3 separate regions of the Mus musculus genome follow, and all the other regions are linked to region 3. A link is a contact called in public HiChIP or PLAC-seq and promoter capture Hi-C data. All regions are on one chromosome and are shown on one strand. The core of a region is the stretch at or near the end of the contact, and the rest is flanking DNA. Distances in the headings are between cores, read along the strand shown.

What was found. HiChIP or PLAC-seq counts read pairs in DNA pulled down with a chosen protein or histone mark. Capture Hi-C pulls out chosen DNA fragments and counts their contacts.
Region 1: an H3K27ac HiChIP or PLAC-seq map of embryonic stem cells shows a contact between it and region 3, with 5 read pairs. The contact joins the promoter of 1700064F23Rik here to the promoter of Calb2 in region 3. A contact is called at or near these places in 1 of 484 Hi-C or Micro-C datasets (embryonic stem cells) and 1 of 115 datasets of contacts at active chromatin or transcription factors (embryonic stem cells).
Region 2: a contact with region 3 is called in a promoter capture Hi-C map of liver. The contact joins the promoter of Tat here to the promoter of Calb2 in region 3. A contact is called at or near these places in 2 of 484 Hi-C or Micro-C datasets (both in cortical neurons), 1 of 115 datasets of contacts at active chromatin or transcription factors (embryonic stem cells) and 1 of 9 other capture datasets (liver).

Annotation. Positions count from the first base shown.
Region 1 is chr8:110,005,266-110,007,965 of GRCm38.p6, forward strand. It overlaps 1700064F23Rik (a long non-coding RNA gene), which reads left to right and starts at 1,260. Exons shown (of 3, transcript XR_879187.1): 1 at 1,260-1,538; 2 at 1,685-1,826; 3 at 2,144-2,261.
Region 2 is chr8:109,989,117-109,991,816 of GRCm38.p6, forward strand. It overlaps Tat (tyrosine aminotransferase), which reads left to right and starts at 1,320. Exons shown (of 12, transcript NM_146214.3): 1 at 1,320-1,404; 2 at 2,357-2,603. The coding sequence starts at 2,369.
Region 3 is chr8:110,166,815-110,169,514 of GRCm38.p6, forward strand. It overlaps Calb2 (calbindin 2), which reads right to left and starts at 1,398. Exons shown (of 11, transcript NM_007586.2): 1 at 1,230-1,398. The coding sequence starts at 1,323.

The DNA of each region.
Region 1 (2,700 bases), core at 10-2,509, 160 kb before region 3:
CCAAGAAAGCTAGGCAGGTGAAAGGCTCTGCCTCCCCAAGTGCTAGGATTACAATAATTGCCACAGTACCTGATGCTTTAAAAAATGGGTTCTGAGGATTATGTGTGTGTGGTGTGTGGTGTGTGGTGTGTGGTGTGTGGTGTGTGGTGTGTGTGTGTGCGTGTGCGTGTGTGTGAGCAAGTGCATCCCACATCTCTGTGGGTACCCCTGGAGGCAAGAAGAGGGCATCAGATCCCGGGAAGCTGGAGTTTCAGGAAGCATGCATGTCTGAAATGGGTGCTAGACATTTAACTGAGGTCCTGTGCTCTGAGCCACTGAGTCGTCTCTCCAGTCCTGTGTTTGTTCTGATACAAGATCTTACTCGGTAGCTTAGGCTGACTTTGAACTCACAGAAGTTCTCCTGCCTCTGGTCGGGATTATGGATGTAAACCATCACTCATGGCCGAGAGTTCTCTTTTGAGCCCATCTTGTCATTCAAGGTTAACCTTTGGATGGGATTGGATTTATTCAGGCTTTTAAACTCCTAACTTTACCTGGGTCTAAGCTTTCTTTCCTAGGGCTGAACTGCACACCAGTTGGCTACTGCAATATTTCAATCATAATTTTATTCTTGTTTCTGTTCCTTGAGAGATTATCTTTCTGCTCTTTGAGACTGCTTGCAAATCTGAAAATACTTGCTGGTTATTTTTTTTTTTTATTCCAAGCGGGGCAGTGGTAGCACACGCCTTTAATCCCAGCACTTGGGAAGCAGAGGCAGGCAGATTTCTGAGTCGAGGACAGCCTGGTCTACAGAGTGAGTTACAGGGCTACACAGAGAAACTCTGTCTCAAAAAAAAAAAGAAGAAGAAAAAGAAGGAGGAGGAGGAGGAGGAGGAGGAGGAGGAGGAGGAGGAGAAAGAAGAAGAAGAAGAAGAAGAAGAAGAAGAAGAAGAAGAAGAAGAAGAAGAAGAAGAAGAAGAAGAAGAAGAAGAAGAAATTTTTTTCTTACATCTATTTATGTGTGGTGGTGGGAGGGGAGTGGTGCACATAGGGAGGCCAGAGGACAACGCGTGAGAACTAGTTCTCTCCTTCCACCGGTGGGTCTCAGGCATCGAACCCGGTTATCAGGCATGGCGGTGGGCATCTTTGCCCACGGGTCCAGTCGTTGGCTTGGATCTGGCTTTCCTAGCTGGGTGTTTTGAATCTTAGAGGGTGTCAGGTTATTTGCTTTGCTGTGTTGCCATGGAAACCCCACAGCCTGCTGCTCCCTTTCTCTACCCCAGAATCTCCAGCCATGCAGGTGACATTTAATGTTCTGACTGCACCGCTGTGGCAGTCAGCTTGACACTGCGTAGATTCTGACTGACCTTCTTCCAGGGCCCCCCTCCCTGCTCTAAGTCCCCTCCTTTGAAACGCTTTATGACCTTTCTCTAGTCTGTCTTTCATTTTCTTTGGGCCTTAACACGTGGGAGACTGCAATATCTCTCAGCACACCCTCATAGGCCAGCATCCTAACCTCATAGCCTGTCTCCTGTTGTGAACATACGGAGCTATGGCGGGTGAGGTGGTCAGACTCCTCACCCAATCCCTCCACTACTCATTTCAGCGTTTCCATAGCAACTGCTGTGTTTGCCTGAAGAAACACTTGAGTCCCAGGGGTTCTGCCTCATCCACAGGCTGACGCCTCTCAAATGTTTATCTCCAGGCTAGACCGCTCTCCTGAATTTCTGACCTGCACAGCTGACTCTCCCCCCAGTCCTCCACATGGAGATTTCAGAAAGCATCACCAGGCTATGGCTTTTGAGGTTCTACTCACAATGGAGCCGCCCACGTCCAGTCTTCTTCCGGTGAACCCTCCCCTTCTCAGTGATTGGCCAGCACCCCCCCCCCCCCACTCCTCCCTGTTTCCAAGTCAAGCCTCCCAAATATCCCTTAGATCCGGCCCCTCCTTCCCTGTTCACCAATGTCCGAGTTCTCCACACCCTCTTAACTGGCTTCACCATATCTGGCCCATCTACCTTTAACCTCGGGATAATCTGAACAAAAACCACAGTGATGTAAAACTCAAACCCAACTGTGTTAGGTTTCTAATGTCCTTATTAATTTCCGGTTGGTGTTGGGGACATGCAGAGGATAGAGCCAGCTCTCTCCTTCTACCATGCAGGTTCCAGGGGCCGAACTCAAGTCACCCATCAACTATGACAGCGAACTTTGTTGCCCGCTGCGCCACCTCACGGGCCTGCTTCACTTACTCTTAAGGGCAGGGTGTTCTGGTTAAATTTTTGTGAAACACAAAACTCATTGGACACAAACCTAGACACATTTGGGGAGGGACGGTCTCAGGCAAGGGTGACCCATGGGACATGTTTGTGGGCATTTTCATATATATATATATATATTAAGATTTATTAATTTTATTTTATGTGTATGAATGTCTCGCCTGAATGTATGTAAATGTAAAATAACCCACATGAATGATTGTTTCTTCAGGAGTCAGAAGAGGGTGTTGGGTCCCCTAGAACCAGAGTCACAGATCGTTGAGAGCCACCATGTGGAGAAGTGAGCCAGGGTCCTCTATAAAAACATCATGTGCTTTTTAAAATACAGGGTTTCTCTCTGTGTAGCCCTGGTTGTCTTAGAACTCTCTATGTAGTCCACGCTGGCTTTGAACTCACAGAGACCCGCCTGTCTCTGCCTCACAAGGGCTGGATTAAAGGTGTG
Region 2 (2,700 bases), core at 70-2,569, 180 kb before region 3:
ATGTCCACAAGAAAGTGCACAGCAGGACTCTGGCAACACCTGTGTTTTATGAAGCATCTCTGCATGCCGTAGCTTTTATTGGAGGTGATAGTGATACGTGTCTTTGGGCACTAGAGCTCTGTCGTGCCCAGTGTGATGTGAGCCTTGTGCATCTAAATAGTACTCTGCCTTTTCAGGCCCACGGCAGGAAGTAGACGTTGTAGGCCTGCAAAGTGTGGTGATTGGAGCACTGCACATGCGCAGAGACACTGCTACGCAAATATTAGTCTAGCGCCTCTGGTGGATGGTGCCTGTTGAGGGAGCAAGGAGCAGGTGTGGTCCAGGAATCAGAGTGTGTGTTTCAGCATAGGAGAGAGATTCTACCACTAGTGTTGTTAGTTCCATTGTTAACTTTGTGATCAAATACAAGCTGCTCTGAGAATTTCCTATTCTTTAAAGAAAAAATTAAAAACTTCAGACTTCAGATCCTTCAACTCACTGCATTCCTGAACAGTTTTGTACCCTAATGAAAATTAAGCTGCAGAGAATTTGGCTGCCTTGTTTCTTGATGGATTATTAATTTGTTTTAACTTCCCATTTTGTTCTAAATGGAGTCCAGACCTCTGTGGTATGCCAAGTAAAGGGGATCAAGGCACAGGACAAAGTAACAACAACGACTATGACGACGACGACGACGACAATGGCAATGATAAATGCCCACTGTCAAATGAGCGCGTGATTCTATCTGTGCTTTGAAAATTTATTAAATCACGTATTCATTTATCTCTGCATCTATTTATCTATCCTTATACTAACCTATTTGATGGAATTTTTTAATTTGTTTTTCCTTGGAGTGCGGTTGAATTTTTGTGGAGATTCCCATTGTCCATAGCAAATCCCACATGCAGTAGATGAATAGTCAACCAAGCTCTTATCATTGCCCATGTCCAGGAGTGAGACTGGAGTGCACAGAGAAAGCACTACCAGAAGGACCCTCATTTTAATGCATTTCTGTACTGTTAACACAATAGTTTTCATAACAAAATAAGGACAATAAAGTTAATCGCTGTCACCCCAACTGCCCTCCACAGTTTCCTGAAACAGCTCACCAAATGACCAGAAAGAGTTAACACAGAGAATTCCAGATAACGTGATGTGTGGACAAATCCCAGATTGGATGGTGGCCCAGGGTTGGGGTGAGAAACAGCAGAGTGTGGGGGGGGGGAGTGGGGGGAGGTCCAGGGGAGGGGCTTAGTCCTCACTCTCAACCAATAGCATAAGGGCTTCAGGCCCAACGCCCATTGGCTGAAACTATTTCAAGGGTCAGGACCGCACCTGAACTCATCATCAGAGGACTTGGTGGAGGAGCGCTCGTGGGCCTTATAGGTTTGGCTGCTTGGAGACTGCTTTGCCTGGACGAGGAAGGTAATCCCGGAGGTTCTCTGCACTGTGATGGTGATTGCGATGCTCCTGGCTTTCTTTCTGATATTCTGGCTTTTTCTGCCCAGGGCTGGGATGCTTATCTGACATGTCCTTACTTTAACTAGCATCAATATTCATCTGTCTGTCTGTCTGTCTGTCTGTCTGTCTGTCTCTGTCTCTCTCTCTCTGTTCCTTCTTCCCTTCCTCTCTCTTTCCTTAATGGTATTATGATTGAACATAGGTCCTGGCTCTGCTAGCCAAGTGCTCCACTGCCTTAGTTTTACAGTTTTTGAGTTTTTGGTCTTGCCAAGATGCCCAGGCTAAGGTACTGGGAAGACCCTTTCTCGGGGGCGAGATGGTAGCCCACATGCTTTGATGAATACTCTCCTGTCATTTTTTTTTTTCTCTCGGTTTAACTCAGAGCATAGGGTTAGAGTTGCATATAGAAAATCCCACAAGGCTGAGAGCTGACCCAGCAGGAAAAGCCCTTGTCATCCAAGGGCAAGAATTAGAATTCGGATCTCTAGGACCCATGTAAAGTCAGATGTGGCGGTACACATCTGTAATGCCAGAACCCACAGTGAGATGAGGCGGATGGTGAGGACTGCAACCTGAGGTTGTCCTCTGACCTCCACACATTTGTAGTGGAACATGTGTATGCACAAGTACACACCCATGCCAAAGACAAGTGGAAAAAAAACAATCCTACTTGTAGTAGATAAATATTCAATTAAATGCTCCCTGATAATTTTGAAAATGAGTTGCTCCTATATTTTCTATCTCTGCAAGACATTCTTAAACCCCACTCCTATTCATATCCAAAGCTGTCTTACAAGTGAAATCATATAAAAGCATTAGAGAGATGCATGTGTGAGGTCACCCCTGCTTAGGTCTAAACACAGCTCCCCAACTCCCCATCTTAGCCTTACAGGGACGTCTCTTTTTTTCCCTGTAGGCTTTGTGAGCCATGGACTCCTACGTAATCCAGACGAATGTCAATGACAGCCTACCTTCAGTGCTGGATGTTCGCGTCAATATTGGCGGGAGAAGCTCGGTGCAAGGGAGAGCGAAGGGCAGGAAGGCCAGGTGGAATGTGAGGCCCTCTGACATGTCCAATAAAACCTTCAATCCCATCCGAGCCATTGTGGACAACATGAAGGTGAAGCCGAATCCGAACAAAACCGTGATCTCTCTGTCAATTGGTGAGTTCGGGCCACTTGACCTCCCGCTCTCATGTGCTGCCAGGAAGAGAGGGGAGGAGATAAGACCCGAACGTGGGGATGTAAAGTCTTGGCGGTT
Region 3 (2,700 bases), core at 148-2,647:
CCAAGGAAACTTCACCCACTGGCATCCTCAGACACTAACCCTTTCCTTGCCAAGGCAGACACTGGGAGCAGAGGACCTCTGTGCACCCACTTTCATACCTTACCAAGGGGATTCGGAGAGGAAGGAGAGAATGTAGGGAGTTGCTAACCGATAAGACTATTCCCTGCCCCCTCCCTCTCAGTCCCGGGATAAACAGGGCCACTGAGCCACCACCCTGCCAACAGGTCTGAGATGCCAGTGCATTCTGGGTGTTCATCTTAGCCAGGCGTTGGAGGGTGAATTGAATTTTTTTTTTCCTTTTCTTTTCTTGAGTGATAGAAAAGTCTCGGGCAATATCAGAAGCTGGGGGGTGGGAACAGAGGAGAGGTGAGGGACGGGGTGGTGTGTGTGCTCTTTTATATTTGAGTCAGATAAGACTGTAGACACTTAGAATCCCAGGTCTGGAAGCCACCTCCAAAACCATTCACCTGGACCTCACTTTTTGGGTTGGTCATTGTCAAGACCATGTAGTGGAGTGTTGGTCACTGGAGTGTGACACCACTCCCCTCCACCCCCATCTACAGACTCACAGGGTACCCAGGAATCTATATTACCAGGTAGCAGGCTGGGGGCTAATACCAGGACCCTCCCACCACATCCGCTGCTGCTGTAGTTGGGAAACCCACATACTGGTAGGGTTTTAAAAAAAAATAGATAAAGAAAGCCTTGGTTTGTTTAAAAAAAAAAAAAAGCCCCCAATGCATCCTCTACTCCTGCTCCTGGCCAACCAGGCTAGGGGAGCCGCCCCCTCCCCCCAGGTTCCCTTCAGGACGCTCAGCTTTCTCGAGCCTCTGAAACTGGTGATGGGGGTAAGAAGCAAGAAGGGAGAGTGAGGTTTGGAGACCTGTGGCTACGGGACTGGAAGCAGGGCGTTAGCTTGAAGGAAAAGGTGAGGAAGGAGGCAGGGGAATGTGTCATGGGAGCCTTTTTTTGCCTAGGCCTCCTCTCTGGGAACGCTCAGACTTGCTCAGAACCTGGGCCCTGGCCACCCTGCATTGGGAAAACTTACTGACAGTTGCCACCAGGGCAGCCGGGCATTTCCCCGAACTCAAGACCCCAGCAGGCTCTGCCACAGAACAAACCACTTGGGGGCGAAGCATACCTACCCGCATTGAGCCATGCCCCTGACCCCTTTGCCAAGCTCAGGTCCCCGAGGGTCAAGGGGCCCAGAAGTTGGGAGCTTTACTGACCGTCAGCATCAAAGTGCTTCCAGATTTCCAGGAACTGGGATGCAGTCAGCTCGGCCAGGTGCAGGTAAGGGGGCTGCTGCTGCGGGCCAGCCATGGCGAGCCGCTCCGGAGATCTTAAGCCTCTCTCTCAGCGCGCTGTCACTCGGTGCCGCTTGGCTCTGGTTCTCGCGCTGGGGCTGCGCGCCACGCTGCCTTTATATGCAGCCCGGAGCTGCGCCGCGTCGGGCCGCCGGAAGGGGGCGCGCACACTCAGGGAATCGCGCAGGGCGCGGCGCTGCACGGGCGGGGGCTCTTCTCTGCCAGGGTTCCTGGGGACCGGGAGAGAGTGTTCAATGAGACTTCTGGGTGCCCTCCGGGGACACCGCAGGTATTTAGCTGGAAATGGGGAGAGGCAGCTCCTGCCTTCCCTTCCCTCTGTCCATCTTGAGCACACCCAGTTTCTAGTCGCAGCAATAGCATTATTAACAAGTAGCAAAGCTAAGATTTGAGCCCAGAACTCTTCCTGTCCTGTGACTCCCTCGAGGGGTACCAGGATTGCAGGAAAGCAGGGTTCTCAAGGTTTTACCGTAGGTGGACAACTGGAATCGACAAGGTGCAATGAGGATTCAGATGGGAATGGAGGAACTACTCCACTGTTCAGTAACCCACTTCCCTCCGGTATCTGTCACATCCTGCAGACTTTTAGACCTTTATCCAGGTAGTAGCAGACTGGAGCCTCCCGTAGTCCCGTAGGTAGATGGCGGTAAACTCTGACCCAAAGATGTGCTGAACTTCTGTTAAAGAAAACAGACAGCAAGCACAGCACACCGTGGGGTCTCCTCAATCAGAGAGCCAGCCTCCGTCCCATATCCTCCCTACTCTAAAGGTCTGCAGTGTGTGCTTGCTTCTTGGACACCTTACCTTCAGAGCAACAGCAAGCACCCTGCCCCTAAAAAGAAGGACAGAGACTTGAATTGCTGCTCATTAACATGTGCTAATGAGTGTTAGCTGAGCTGCCTTCGAAGGGAGAGCAAAAGAGAAGGAGGTGAGAATCTAAAGCAGGTCGCTAGGGGAGAGGAGAACCCGGGGTGGGGTGGGGGGGAGGGGGGGGAGCGGAGAAGAGCAGGCTGTTTCCTGGGGTCAGGTTGAGGTAGCTCGGAGCTAACCTCAAAGGGCAACATGGAGCCCAAGTTTCAAAACTGCTGGTGTGTTGCCCAGGCACACAGTTTGAGGTTGTTTACAAGAACAGACTGGGAAAGACGCAGCAAAATAGGCTAACTGTTGGGGCTTCTGTAACCCAGCATTCCTTGCTGCCAGGGCTGAGAAATTACTAAGCTAGAGTCCCCCAGCCTGAGTCTTGCCTTCGAGAAGGCAAGAAGGCTCAGTCCTAAAGAACAGTTGCAATAGAATCAAACTCCTCGGGTCTAGTTCCTAAACAAACAACAACAAAACCTCCACAACGTTGTTTGGCTTACACAGCCTGTCTGTGCCT